Regions from separate parts of the Mus musculus genome. Here region 2 is linked to region 1. A link is a contact called in public Hi-C data. All regions are on one chromosome and are shown on one strand. Each heading gives the region's core, a stretch centred on a gene start, on an enhancer-like site or on the middle of the called end of the contact. The rest is flanking DNA. Distances are from core to core; before and after follow the strand shown. Region 1 holds the start of Tbx20 (T-box 20). Region 2 holds the start of Bsx (brain specific homeobox).

Region 1 (6,677 bases), core at 1,449-3,948:
CACAAAGCCATCTATCATATAGCAATAAAGTATCAGTCCCATTTTAAAAGTAGATGATGAGACCAAAGCTTGGAGAGGTTTAGGAAGCCCACATAGCCACAGTGCTAACAAGTGTTAAAAGTCAAGACTCAAAGCTTTCCTCAAGTCCAAAGCCGTTTCCAGTGTCTGAAAGCAGCCTGAACACACAAGCCTGTCAGCAGCCCAGGCGGGGTTGAGGGAAGTGTTAACGTGATTGCTTTGTTCTAGCTCCACGGGGGTTTTATGCATTAACCCTTGCTCCCGGACGGTTTTGAAAGGACCTCAGGACTAGTTACCCTCAGCTTCCCTAGGCAGGAGGTTTAGATTACCCTGAGGCGATTCCTCTCTGTCAGCACTAGCTACAGGTCCTATAGCAACACATTGATTCATATAGGCATTGGATCTAAGAGGAGAGCAGCTTACCAGTATAATAAGCCTGTAGTAATGTTTGGCTGTGATGATCGTTTCAACGCCAACAAGATGCATAGCTTAGGGACACCCAAGTGACTCACCTCTGGCCTATGGCTTTGTTTAAGTGTTCATTTCAATTCCTTCAGCTTGCTGTCTCCTCCCACTTGCGCAGTCTCTTCTGCTTTTGAGTGATTTTCTGCCCACAAACATCCTAGAACTGGGACACAGTGGCACTTGTAGGAAAAGGGAAAGCAAGTTCAGCAATTCTGCTTTCCTGTGCTCAGTCTGCTTCTCTGAAACTGATGTATCTTTCAGGATGCCATTCCAACAATCTAAGCTGCTAAGGTAGTAAAGACAGTACCTCCCCTTATAAGATGGAATAATAGTTTTATTAATTAGGGTGTAACAACACAGTGAGCTATTGAAAACTAGATCCAACCAACAAAATCTACATTAGTTGAAACATTATATCAAGGTCTAAGTAAACCTCTCTCTCCCAAATTAAAAAAACAAAAACAAAAACTCTCTTCTTCAAATAAATCCATCTTCCTTGACAAACTCTAAAAAAATCAGACAAGAAGCAAACCAATGGGAACCTTACAATAAAAAGAAAACACTACCTTGATTGAGACATTGTATCTAAGGCCAGGAGAGATGGATGAGCAGCTAAAAGCATTTGCTCCTCTTTAGAGATCTGGAGGACTTCACTCCCTAGCACCCACACAGAGGGCTCACAACAGCCTGTAATCCCAGCTCCAGGAGATCTGATACTCTCTACTGACTTGCACACACTTATGAGTCCAGAGATTCCTGACCTGTGGGGAGGAGAGGGGAATGACTGGGACATGGTTGGAGGATGGGGGAGACTTGCAAAAAAGAGACACTGCTCTGCCAACTTGTCACCTTCGATCTTTTCAAAGTAGTTGGTCCAGACAAGGAAAAAAAAAAAAAACCTTCTAGTATGAAAAGTCTGCAGTTTTACTAATTTCTAATTTCCCTCAACATTGACACATTACAACCCAAATGCTGAAACGAGCAAACATAGACAGGATGGCCAGGCCAGTCTAAATCAGAACTTCCTCAGATGCCAACATTCTGTTTACACGGGATGTTCTTCATAGTTATTCTGGCTCTCGATTTCGCCCATAACTATGTTTCGGGAGCTGTGAAGAGGATGCAATGGGAGACAGGGTATGTCTTTCTTTTTATGTTCTTCACCCCACCCCTCCCCTACCCCCTTAAGACCTACCAAGAGGTTCCTAATCGCCAGATCAACTGGCTGGAAAGGAGAGCAAATATTTACAAGTATAGCTTGAGTGTGTGTGTCCTCTAGAGTTTACATGGTTGAGAGTGAAGCGGATTACCCCGCGAATTTGGAGAATTCGAATTATTTAGACTGAGCAAGGCCAACAGGACTCCCTCCACAAGGCTGTGGGAAGTCCTTAGCCCAGTCTGCGTCTGCAAGGCAGATAGATGGTTCCGTGTGGGGGGGGGGCGGGGGAGGAGCCAGAAAGTCACTATGCATCGCATGGTCCCCTTAGAGCTCCAAGTCCTGACCCCCCCTCCTTGCTTCAGGCCACTTCCCTACTTTCAGAGTCTCCAGAATAGAAAACCCAGACTAGAAGGGAAACAAACCACCACACAGCAGAAAGCCAGGTTCGCCAAAAACAAAATCAACAAAAACAAACAAAAAATCAAAACAAAGTATCCTTCCTACAGGCACCCTGCAGCTCAGCATTCTTTCCCAGAGCCCTGCCTCTCCAGCTCTCTGTGAAAAGAGACATAACTTGGGGACTGTCAAGTAGGGGACCTAGCACTAGGCACTGTGCTGCGTCACCAGGTTAATGCCGCTCAGCGATGAGGAATTTGCTCTACTGGGCCCTTCTCAACTATTTGGGAGCTCCAGTAGGAAAGGTAGAAAATGCGGAACTCAGTAGGACTTCCTTTGGTGACATTCAGTCCAGAGCAACGCAAATGCCTGTTTCTGGGTAGCAGTGAAAGTGCCTCTCTAGACAGCGCATGCTTCCCTCCTGCGGGATCTGAGACTCTGGGCGGAGGCGGTCCGGCTAGCTCCGCCACCCTGTTCACTGTGCGTCTTCTCCGGCTCTCCACCGGGAGCGCAGAGGCAGGAGGGCGCAGTGCCCTAGGCGCTCTCTCCCTGCGCCGCTCGGCCCCGCCCCACTCCGCACAGTCTGGAAGCAGTGACGTGAGACCACGCTGACTGGCTGCTGCCCGCAGGGATGGCCACCGCCAGCAAATTAAGGCGCGAGGCAGCAGGCGCCTAGGCACAGTTTAGGTCGCGCCTTGCTGCGCTCTGCAGAGAGGAGATCCGACTCCCTGGTTTCCGCACCCTCTAGAGTCCCACGCCGATCGTCACCTCCTCGGACTTGGGCCACTCAGCGGACCCAAGGAGGGAAGGGAGGGAGAACTCGGCGTGGGTGCTGGGGACCCCGCGTTTTGCGCAGTGGGCTTACAGTTTTGAGTTCCCGGCTGGTCCCCACCCTGCTTTCCTGCTGGTTCGAAGTCTCTGCGGCTCCCCTGCTTTGCTCTAGTGGACTGGAGAGGCCATCAAAACCTGGGAACGGACGCTTCGGGGGGGTCCCCAGTTCCGCTTTGCTTGCTCTCTGGAACTTTGAGCTGCAGTTTCGGGTCTTTGTCTCCCTTTGGGGAAGCTGGACTGTGGTTTGTCAGTCCAGGTTCCTGAGCAGGACCGCACGCTGGGAACCATGGAGTTCACGGCGTCGCCCAAGCCCCAGCTCTCCTCTCGAGCCAATGCCTTCTCCATCGCCGCGCTTATGTCCAGCGGCGGCCCCAAGGAGAAGGAGGCAGCAGAGAACACCATCAAACCCCTGGGTAAGTCGGGGTACTAGGCAGTCAGTATGGGCCCTGCTAATCTGTTTCCCGGGTGCGGGCAGTTTGCTCCGCGGGAAGCAAAGGTGGCTTTTTCTACCGTCTGGATCTACTGCTAAGTCTCAGAGTATGGACCAGAATTCGGTCCTGGGAGAAAGACTTTTTTTTTTTCTTTTCCTCTCAAGTTTTCTTTGGAGGCTTCACCATCAATTAAAGGTAGTGAATTCTCACTACCGGCTTGTGTTTGTATTCGCTTTCCCCAGTTTCTTGGAATCTCGACATCACTTAGATAGTATGAATGCTGTACAAATTTGTTTGTTTGAATGAAAACAAATTCAAGGACAAGTAAGGGTTAAGATTCGGGATCCACGGTGGTATATAACACCCAAGCCTGCGCTTGGAATCAAAGACTCTGAGACTTCACAAGAAGCCAGTTTAATTTTTCTATCACAATTAACAGTCTTAATATGTCTGAAAAGGACTATAAAATAGGCCGGTTTTTCCACGCAAGAGCCGGCTTTTTTTTTTTTTTTTTTTTTTGGTCAGGAACCCCCATTTTATACTTGCGATTTTCAATTGAGACTGGCAAGGCCTCCCCAAATTCCTCGAAATTTAACACTGTCTCTATAAAAACTGTTTTCTTTACAGAGGAAACTAGGCACAGATTAAAGAGAGATGAGCGGTGAGGGTGTCTTGAGCACACGAGAGTTGTATAAAAGCAACTGCTCAGGATAGGGGTTCTGAAAACCCTTACAACCCAGGGAAAATGAGTTGCTATTCTAAGGGCCTTGGTAATAATTATCGCACACCCTAATCGCCGACTATCAGAAATCAAGTAGCTAAGTTAAGACAGTTGAAAAAAGTCATCACTTTTTTCTTTTTCGCTATCCCTTCCCAACTCTAATACATTTCACATCCAAGATAAACACTAGAGAAGAAAGGGGCTTGGGAAACTAAGGAGTTTACACAGTGACAGGAGATTACTAAAGTCCAAAACAACAGTGGTACCAAGGAGATGTAAGACAGGGAAATGAGTGTGAATAAGAACTCCTAACTTCCACCTAAGTCAAGATCTGCGAAGGCAATGTGAGCAAGCCAACAAATCCTGATTATTTAGAGAGAGCATTGGCTACTACTGTCCAAGTTGGACCTGCTGAGGCTTCCGATCATTATCCTTGTACTTAGGGAATTTAATACCCCCATCTCATTTTGGTACCCAGTAGGAAAAGAAGATCTCAGGTCAAAATTCCTGACAAACATGTGAGCAGTGGTCTGGAAGCTTGCCAGCTCCACTACTCTCATTTCTGTATCAGTTCTTTAACTAGTTTTCTAAATAAAACAGAATAAAACAAAGCAACAACAAAAAATGTTCTTCAATCAAAATTACAAATTTTAAATGCTAAGCCAATCCTAGCTCTCACCCCGGTTACCCCCTCCAGTCTCTGAAAGGAGTCTGGTCACCTGTTTGGAGAACAACTCTTGTCCATTTTATTCTTATCCCTTACACTCACCAGCCCAACAGAACAAATTACTTAATGTCTAAATCAAGACTCAGAAACTGAAACACCCAAAGGTTCTTTTAGGAGATAGAAGGTTGTTTCATTGGGGAAAAAGATGTCTGCAGATGGTGGATTTCCAATGTGTCACTCAAGTATATTAGCTCTACTCCAGTAACCTCCTGGGCAGTTCTTTCTTGTTGTCCTTCTCTATTTCTGTGGTGCTCTGGCCAGGTGGCACTTACAGGGCTTGCCTGTCAGTTGTTGGAAAATAAGAGAAAATTAGATGGTGTCCCAATTCCCTATAAAGATGTGGTGTATATTCACTTCCAAAAGTGTTTCAGGATGTTGGTACTTTCTGGGTTCCTTTGATTTTGAAACAACCTGCATGATAATTCACTTGATAATACTTAATTCACTCACGTCTATTTTCCGTTAGCCTCACATTAAGAAGCATGAGAGATAGGAACCATTTCATCGCACAAACTCAAGCACACACCACACACATGTGCGTACACACAACTGGCACTGGTTGGCATTCAGGAGAGCAGTTAGAACATGCTGGTTTGATGGTAGGGGGTTTGAAGTAATTTCTTTTTTAAGAGATGAAAGATAATTGGCAGAGGAAAACAAATTCAATCAAACAAACACCCTGTATTGCCCCAAAGTTAGTGTCCAGTCCCTTATCTGCTGAGCCAGAAAATGTCTGACTCATAGGCAGTGATATTTCAATCTACTGGTGATTGGCAAAACCTTTTCCTCTTTCAATTCCTGCTATCTGGAGTTGAAGTTGTTTCTCTCACTTCCAGGGCTATTTGGAAGAAAAGCAGTTGCATACATAATCGCTCTACTAATCTATCCCTATCTTAAAAAAAAATCTGTTCGAGTCCACCCCTGTGATTTAGCATGCTGGGTGCTGGTATTTTTCTAGTGCTACCCTCTGCAGCTGCAAAGTCTAGAATTTGGGTTGATTGTCATAATAGTTACATTTTATCTTTCAAGACCACAGCCTTCCCTTTCCTTCATTCCTTATATTTTATTCTTAAGAGAGCTACAGCCATGTAAGTAATAAATCGGCCCTTGTTCTAGATAGATCCTGCTCATTTGATTTAGTTAGCGTCCAGCCCCGGGCATGTCCCAGGTTCATTTGCACAGTTATGAATCATGCGTTTCTGCCGGGGGTTTCAGAGTTTAGTCAAATCCAAGTACATGTTTTGGGTACTCTTCCCAGCTCCTTCCTACTATGTTCCTTGTTAGTTAGTAATAGCGGTCAGTCTTCCTTCTCCTTTCCTCCAGAACAATTTGTGGAGAAATCATCATGTGCCCAGCCACTGGGTGAGCTGACGAGTCTGGATGCTCACGCGGAGTTTGGCGGCGGGGGCGGCAGCCCATCCTCATCCTCTCTGTGCACAGAGCCACTGATACCCACCACCCCCATCATCCCCAGCGAAGAGATGGCTAAAATCGCCTGCAGCCTGGAAACGAAGGAGCTCTGGGACAAATTCCATGAACTGGGCACGGAGATGATAATCACCAAGTCTGGCAGGTAAGTTGGTGTGGGCGGGCGGGCACTGATCAAAGGGTACACCCTGCGCTCTCAGGAGCCATAATTTAGAGTTGCCGGGCGGAGCGCAGAGCGGTGGCTGAGCTCAGGGCTCTTAGCTTCCCACCAGTTCCCTTAGAAAGGTCTGTGAAACTGGAAGTGAAACAGGGTATGGCTGCAGGACGCCACACGTGGAGATCGGGACCTTGTGGCGCGGCGCTGCACCGTCTTTGCTCTGGCCCTGGCATTTTGGGTTCCGAGCAAGGCACGTGTGGCCTGCGGTTGGCTAGAGGCTACAGATAGGAGGAGGAAAAGGAGGAGGAAGCAGAGGAGGAGGAAGAGACTCCCTGTTATATTCA
Region 2 (6,955 bases), core at 2,416-4,915, about 16 Mb before region 1:
CCTCGGGCTCAGTAAGCACGAAGGCACCGGCGGGCAGGCTCAGCCGAGCGTCGGCGGGCGCGCCCTCGGGAGCACGAGGGCTGCCTTCGGGGCTCTCCGGCCCGTCTGCCGCTTTCGGTTCGTCTTGGCTTTTCCTCAGCTGCTTTTTATGCTTCATCCGCCGGTTCTGGAACCACGTTTTCACCTGATGTCGGGGAGACAAACAAGATCATATCATTCCTCACACAAACGGTGACTGAAAGGTCTGGGTGATCGGTGGAGCTTGGGGGGGGGGGCTCGCTGTCTACTGAATTGAATTCGGTCCTACCGCCATGGTCGCCTCGCGTTTTGATTAAGTCACACGTTATCCTTTTAGGCTAAATTCTAGGAGATATTGCCCCAGAAGAGTGGCAAGGGTCAATGGTAATTAATGGGGGCAAGCGCTGTGTACTTGGGGTCTCCTTTACACTAAATGTATGATCTGTGATGAAAACACCTAAATCCCGGGTCCAACGGGACTCGTGGATTAGTAGTCGCGAGTGGAATGAACTGACTGGTTTTCTTTGGAGGGGATTTTAGTCTGAATGGCTAATGATTTCACAGCAAGATCATGAGGTGAAATGAAGGAAGAGGTGGGGGGCTGGACAAAAGACAAAAAAGAAAGGAGAGAAGGAAGGAAAGGAGGGAGAGAGAGAGAGAGAGAGAGAGAGAGAGAGAGAGAGAGAGAGAGAGAGAGAGAGAGAGAGAGAGAGAGAGAGAGCAAAAACGAAAAAAGGAGAGGTAAACTATGTAGAGCACCCTGGGGTATCTGTGCAGACTTGCTGAGGTGCGTGTAAGGTTGACTGAAATAAGACATGAGGGGGGTGCAGTGAGGAGGGGTAAGAGGAAAGCCGAGGGGTGGTGTGAACTGGCAGCCCACACACAGGGGTTGACGCAGGAAGATTGGGTTCTGGGCCAGCCTGGGCTACATAGTGATACCCTCTCCTAAACAAAACAAAGAGTAAATTGTTCAAGTTCCTCCACAAACAAGACCCTCTCTAACCCAGCTTGTCACACCCTTAGGATGAAGGGCAGAAGAGAAATAAAAAGAACCATGGTGTGACTTGGAGGTGACAGCCGAATCAAAGTGATTTTCCCTCTCCAGTAGAGCCGGGTAGGTAAGCCTAATGTAAAAATTGGGTATAAATTCTGTCGGATCTTGGAAACATGCTGAAAGGCGAGGAGGGAGGATCATTTGTACTTGATCCTTGTGGAACTACTTCAGAGTTGAGGAGGGAAGAGCAGGACGCAGAATCCGGGGCATCCTCCCGACTCCTGCTCACCTGAGTCTCTGAGAGGCTGAGGGCAGTGGCCAGCTCCACACGCTCTGGCGTCGACAGGTAGCGCTGGATTTCGAACCTTTTCTCCAGGCCGGAGAGCTGCGAGTCAGAAAACACCGTGCGAGCTTTGCGGCGGCGGCAGTGCTTCCCGGGCAACTCCGCGTGCTGCGGGTGCGGGAACAGCGCCGGGACCGGCATCCCTACAGAGACAAGAGCAGTCTGACGGACAGAGCCCGCATTCGGAGGAAGCATCCTCCATCCTCCCGCTCCACTCCATCCCAGCGCCCAGCGTTCCCTCCCTCTCTCCTACTTGCTCCAAAGCTCCTGGAACCCATCTCTCAATAACAGCCGGAAGAGGAGCCACAAAATAGCGCTTGGGGATCTTTTCCTAGAAGGCCATCCCAAAATTCAAATAAAAAACAGCAAAGAAAACAGAAAAGAAAAATAGATAAAAGATCTAGAGGCCCTTTAAAAAAAAAGAAAGAAAAAAGAAAAAATATATCTTTCTGGGGAAACTTCTTCAGAACCTGCGCACACTTCCAGTTATCTGTTAGGCCTTCAAAGTTTGCTTGCAAAAGTCCGAAGTTGGACAAGGATTGTCCACCTGCATCTATCCAGACCCCTACCAACAAACACTGAGTACTGTGCTATGCGGTTAATAACTCAACTCTAAAAAGCACCTTTTTCCTGGTCGTTCTCATCCTTCCATCAACCAAATACAGCGCGAAAAAACGCATATTCCGAGAAACTGTGGCGCTGGCCCGTGACATTTCCTTGTCAGTAGCAGGGTTGCCCTGGAGACCCCACTCCCTAGTCTGATCCTAAACCATTTCTCTCCGACTCCGAGCCCAGCATCAGGAGAGCTGAGCGACTTTTCGCTGGATGCTTCCGTTTCGCGACCCTCTCAGCTTTACCTGGTATATTAGGCGCCCCAAGCATCCGGGCCTCAGACACCAGTATCTGCCAATGCCCAGGAGAGGAAAACGACAATCAAGCATTTCAGCACCATGAATTTTGCCCAACACCAGTACTGGGAAAAGAGTATATTTTCAGGCAGGTGTCAAAGCCAGGGAGCAATGCTGATTTCTCCAGGAGCCTTAAGATCGCGCCTCGTTAACCTAGAGCTTTTGAGCGGGTTTTACTGTCCTAGACTTTCAGCACTTTTTTCCTGGATTTGAGTGCCTGTATTCCATACATCGTCTGCCCCCTTCCCTCAGCCCCCACTAGAACCAGCTTACTACTGTGCTCAGCAACTGAACTAGAAGATTTCTCTGTGTGGCTGGACTGGAAATGCTAGGGAAGAAAGTGTTCGTGCAGACTGAGAGAAACAAATAAAGGAACACAATGCAGACATCCCCCAGCATTTGCAGGCCCAGTCTTACTTTACCAATCCCCACTCATTGTCAAACAGTAAATCTGAAATATTTCAGCGACTCCAGCAACTGGGCCAGAGCAAGGAAGCCAAGCAGACTGCTTATGAGTTAAATGTTGAACACGGGAAGTGAAGGTCATTGGAGAACTGCAGCTCCCTTCTGCCCCGACCCCTTCCTGCCAGTGGCAGACTACCCCCGGCCCTCCCTCACTTCTATGTCTCCTGCAGAATCTGCAAATGTTCCTGACCCAACCTAGCAGAAGAGAGCGGGCCAGGTGAAGCCTTTTCATGCCCCCCACACACACACACACACTGGAAAGTTCAGTGCCATTTCCCTAGGTCAAGATGGTTGAGGAACCCTCCTGACGTGGAGGAAGTTTAGAAGTGGCATTGAGAGATGAGCCAAAGTTGCCTGGAAGAAACACTGCCCACCAGGAATATGATCACATCTATCTACTCCAGCTTCCTCTGGCCAGACACAATCCCTGTCTAGTTATACAAACTGTGAAGTGACCAGAAATTGCTCCCTTCCGTTGGCCTGCTTCAAGGGAGCTCTCAACCATGTCCCTAACCTTCCACTGCTACCGAAGGAGAAGACCACCGGGACTGATATAGTCTCTGCTCTGGGGGATGAAAAAAAAAAAAAGCCCACTCCCTACTCCTAGAGGCCTCTGTTACTTACCTGAGGTGGTCAGGAAATAAGGATGGTGGTGATCTCCCTTATGCAGAGGATGATGAGCGTGAGGGGTGAGGAGGGTGGGTGTGGGCATAAGGGGGTAGCCATAGTCTAGCAAAGGCACCCTAGAGGCCAGAGAGCTGGCAAAGTGGTCAGGGGCCACTTCCCTCAACGGCTTGGGCTTGTGTAGCAGAATGTCCTCGATGAAAAACGACGTGGGCCTCTGAGAAGATGCTGGATGAAGAGGGGAAGTGAAGTTGAGATTCATCTTGCAGAGCGCCTGTCACAGGGCGAGGGCCCGGACAAAGTGCAGGAAGCAAACAGCTTCCCGGCAGGCCTACTCAAGAGCCTGCAGCTGCTCCTGATCGCCCAGGCTCAGATCCCGGCAGCTATACGGACCTGGGCTATCCCCGGCGCTTGTCTTCTTGCCTCTCCAGCGCCGGGGTAGGTTGGTTCTGTGTGTTGGAGAATTGGCAGCTTGGAGAGGGGAGCCCGGCGAACCAATAGGGAGGCTGCAGAGGCAGAGGGGAGGGTGGGGTGGGCTCGGGGCGGGGCGGGGATCTGTCCGCGGTGCTGAATGCGTCTGGCCAAGCAGGGAGTGCTGAGCCCAATGGGTTCCTATACGGTTTCTAGACCCCAGTTTCTACCCCTCTCCTGCAAGCGCTGCCTCCTGTGTTCCGTCTTTTTAAAAGACGGAAAATGATTTTTTTTCACCGTTGTTTAACGACCTGCCTCTTAGAGAGAACACCAAGAGAGTCCCAATAGCCTAGGATTAAAGCACTTAACTCAAGCATTTGAGCCAGTTTGTTGTCTTTTAAAGAGTTTCAGTAATCGAAAGCAAAAGGAAAAGAGAAGTGAAGAAATGAAGATGCACTCTGTCCGCTACACCAAGTTGCTAGAGTTAGATTAAATTGACAACAGGGATGATTGAATTGTTGGGGGAAATAAAGATGACAGGTGGAAGATTCTTTATCGGGAATTTAAGGAGTGGACAGAGGGGGTCTATGTGCATCACAGACTTGGTCATTTTAAATCTGTCCGTAGTCACCTTTCCCTGCCGCCCTCCTGGCTGCTCTTCACTTCAGTCTTACAGTTCTTTGCTATTTCTGCCACATCACCAGTTCCAGCTACAGGGTCCCCATCACTGTGTTAGATTTTATTCCCTCTCTTTTTCCTCTGCCTCTTTCCTTACTCTTCTTTCCAATCTTTTCCTTTTTTTTTCTGTTTGTCTTTTTCTAATCTGTCACATTTATTTCCCTGGAGTCAATTTGCTAAAATTAAGGTGATCATCTACAGCACAGCAGGAGTAATTTGGGCTCGCATCTCTGAAAATTGCTCTAATTATTGATGTTAAATTCGGGGAAATTAAAAGAAGCCACTTCTCTTCCATCTCCTCATTTTTAAGCTCTAATTTGTTGATATCTAGTCGTCATCACAATTCCAATCACTACAGCTAATAGCAAAAGTGTTTTAACAGAGACTGAGTCCTCACAACCCATGCTATTAGATAATTAGCAGAGGTGCTGCGAAGTCAAGTGTTAATCCTCGGGCGCTGCAGTAGGATTTCCATCTGATCTAGCAGGTAGAACAAATTAATTACCAGAATCAATTAGGCCCCAAACTTCAGTGCTCCGGGAAGTGGGAGTGTCCTGTACCACCCGGACACACTGGTAAGCAGATAGGGGGAGGAAACAGAGGAAGGAAGCCTGGCAGCAGCCAGTGAAAGGAGAGCTTGGTAAGGGACCGAGACCACTTAAATGAAGTCAGAAGTGTTCCTCTTTGTCTGGAAGGGGACTTGTGTCTTAAAGTTTGTAATTGTAGGAAGTGAAGGCAGAGGGGAGATGACCTCCGAAAGGAAAGACAGTAGACTCTACAGAAGTTCCCTAACCAGCTTCCTGGTCAAGTCATCGATTTTGGGACTGAGGGAGATAGAAGAAAATGTTGAAGAGGAACTGGGGTGATGGTCCACACATAAAGGAAGTCCACCCACCTCCACTCGAAGCGTGAATGTAGCAAATGGATATCAATCATCCCTACGCAGCAAAAGAATATCAATCTACTCTCTATCTCCAAACACAGGCTGGCAAGCTATAGTGGGGCGGGCCTCTTACAGCGAGACTTTAGTGGGTGTCAGCTTCAGCCCATGTCTAGGTTCCCAGCCACTGTGTAGATCCTCACCCGGCCTCCGGGGGGCAGGCTTTCAGCTTCCTTGGGTCAGGGACTAACTTATACCTTAGAAACAGAAGAGACTGAATGTCACTTGGGCAACGGGGTTAGTAGAACAATGCCAGTGATTGTGCTGTGACACAGACAACTCTTTTACACACCTCAGATTGCTCGAGGAATCGCAAGGGGAAGAAGAGTGTCAGACTCCCTTCTTGGTCCTTCGGTCTCTGACAGTCTGTAGACCCGGAAATAGACGCCGAATTCTCCGCTCCGCCTATGGCTCTCCCCAGGACAGAAGCGGCGGAGGATCACGCCCAGGCTAACCTCGAGCAAAGCTGCCCAAGGACAGAAACTGGAAGGCGTTTTTCTCAGAAATCCGGCCATCCTGCATTTGCCTCTTTAGGTCGCTATAGGAACCTAAGAAGTAAAGAGACAAGGAAACCGGGTCTCCGGGAAAGGAGCAGGACGTGGGGCGCTGGCGTCTTTCCCTTGCCTATTAGCGCCGCCAGCGAGCAATGCTAAAAGGCTGGATGAATACCCCTGCCAGGTCCAAAGCAGACCCCTGGGGACTCTTAGGCATTCTCGGTGCCGCCGCCACCCTTACCCATAACAGAAGAGAGACCCTTTCTCCTCCAGTCCCAGACACATCCTAATAGGAGAACCTGTGGGGCCCTGAGCCCAATGCGCCAAAGAAGCCCGGATGCGAGCGGGCGGTGTGCATAAGGTTAGTTCTCAAAAGGTTTTTTAGCCCTGTTCTGGCCTCTGGTTCCAGGCCCTACTATGTCCCAGACCCCTGAGGAAATCCTGAGGCACAGGATGCTGGGAAAGTTTCCCCCACTGGCCGGGCTCTTGAGCGGAACCCTGGGAAAACGCTAGAGTGACCAAAACCAGCTCTGATGCAGTCCTACTGCGCTCTGGGGTGAATGCAAGGGTACAAGGTGTCCAGTCCCCTCGGGGTCATAGTCCTGGCTTGTTCTAAGGGAAGGAGGTGATAGGTATTGCAAAGTGGACAACTCGGTGACAGCCGTTTCGCCGTCTACCTTCCAACACTACCTCTCTCGGGTCCAAGACACTCTGGGTAACCACCTCTGCGATAGATTTTAGGTAGGAGGTAAAAATTATGACCCACAGGGAAACAATCTTAAAAAAAAAAAAGAAAACAAAAAGAGATATGTCGTTGTCTGGCTTAACCCCGAAGCCTAGAACTGTGCTGATCCGTAATAAAGCACGTGACCCATACTGATTATTTTAAATTGTACTCGTCAAATTTTAAAATAAGGCCTGGCCTGAAGGCACCTTCCTTTAAGAAAGCAAAGATATCAGTGAGTTTAAGACCAGTCTAGTCAACATAGTTGGTTTCAGGACAGCCTCAGATACATAAATAAATCCCATCTCAAATAAAATAAAATAAAATAAAATAAAATAAAATAAAATAAAATAAAA

Evidence for each region. A called contact is a pair of places that touch in the nucleus more often than the background predicts.
Region 2: a contact with region 1 is called in a Hi-C map of cerebellum, with 10 times the contacts expected there. The contact joins the promoter of Bsx here to the promoter of Tbx20 in region 1. A contact is called at or near these places in 1 of 39 promoter capture datasets (maxillary cranial neural crest) and 1 of 484 Hi-C or Micro-C datasets (cerebellum).

The regions. Positions count from the first base shown.
Region 1 is chr9:24,770,324-24,777,000 of GRCm38.p6, reverse strand. It overlaps Tbx20 (T-box 20), which reads left to right and starts at 2,698. Exons shown (of 8, transcript NM_194263.2): 1 at 2,698-3,282; 2 at 6,072-6,321. The coding sequence starts at 3,156. It overlaps Gm29824 (a long non-coding RNA gene), which reads right to left and starts at 1,277. Exons shown (of 3, transcript XR_870586.1): 1 at 1,050-1,277; 2 at 531-646.
Region 2 is chr9:40,870,837-40,877,791 of GRCm38.p6, reverse strand. Bsx (brain specific homeobox) reads right to left here and starts at 3,665. Exons shown (of 3, transcript NM_178245.3): 1 at 3,353-3,665; 2 at 1,302-1,498; 3 at 1-184. The coding sequence starts at 3,614.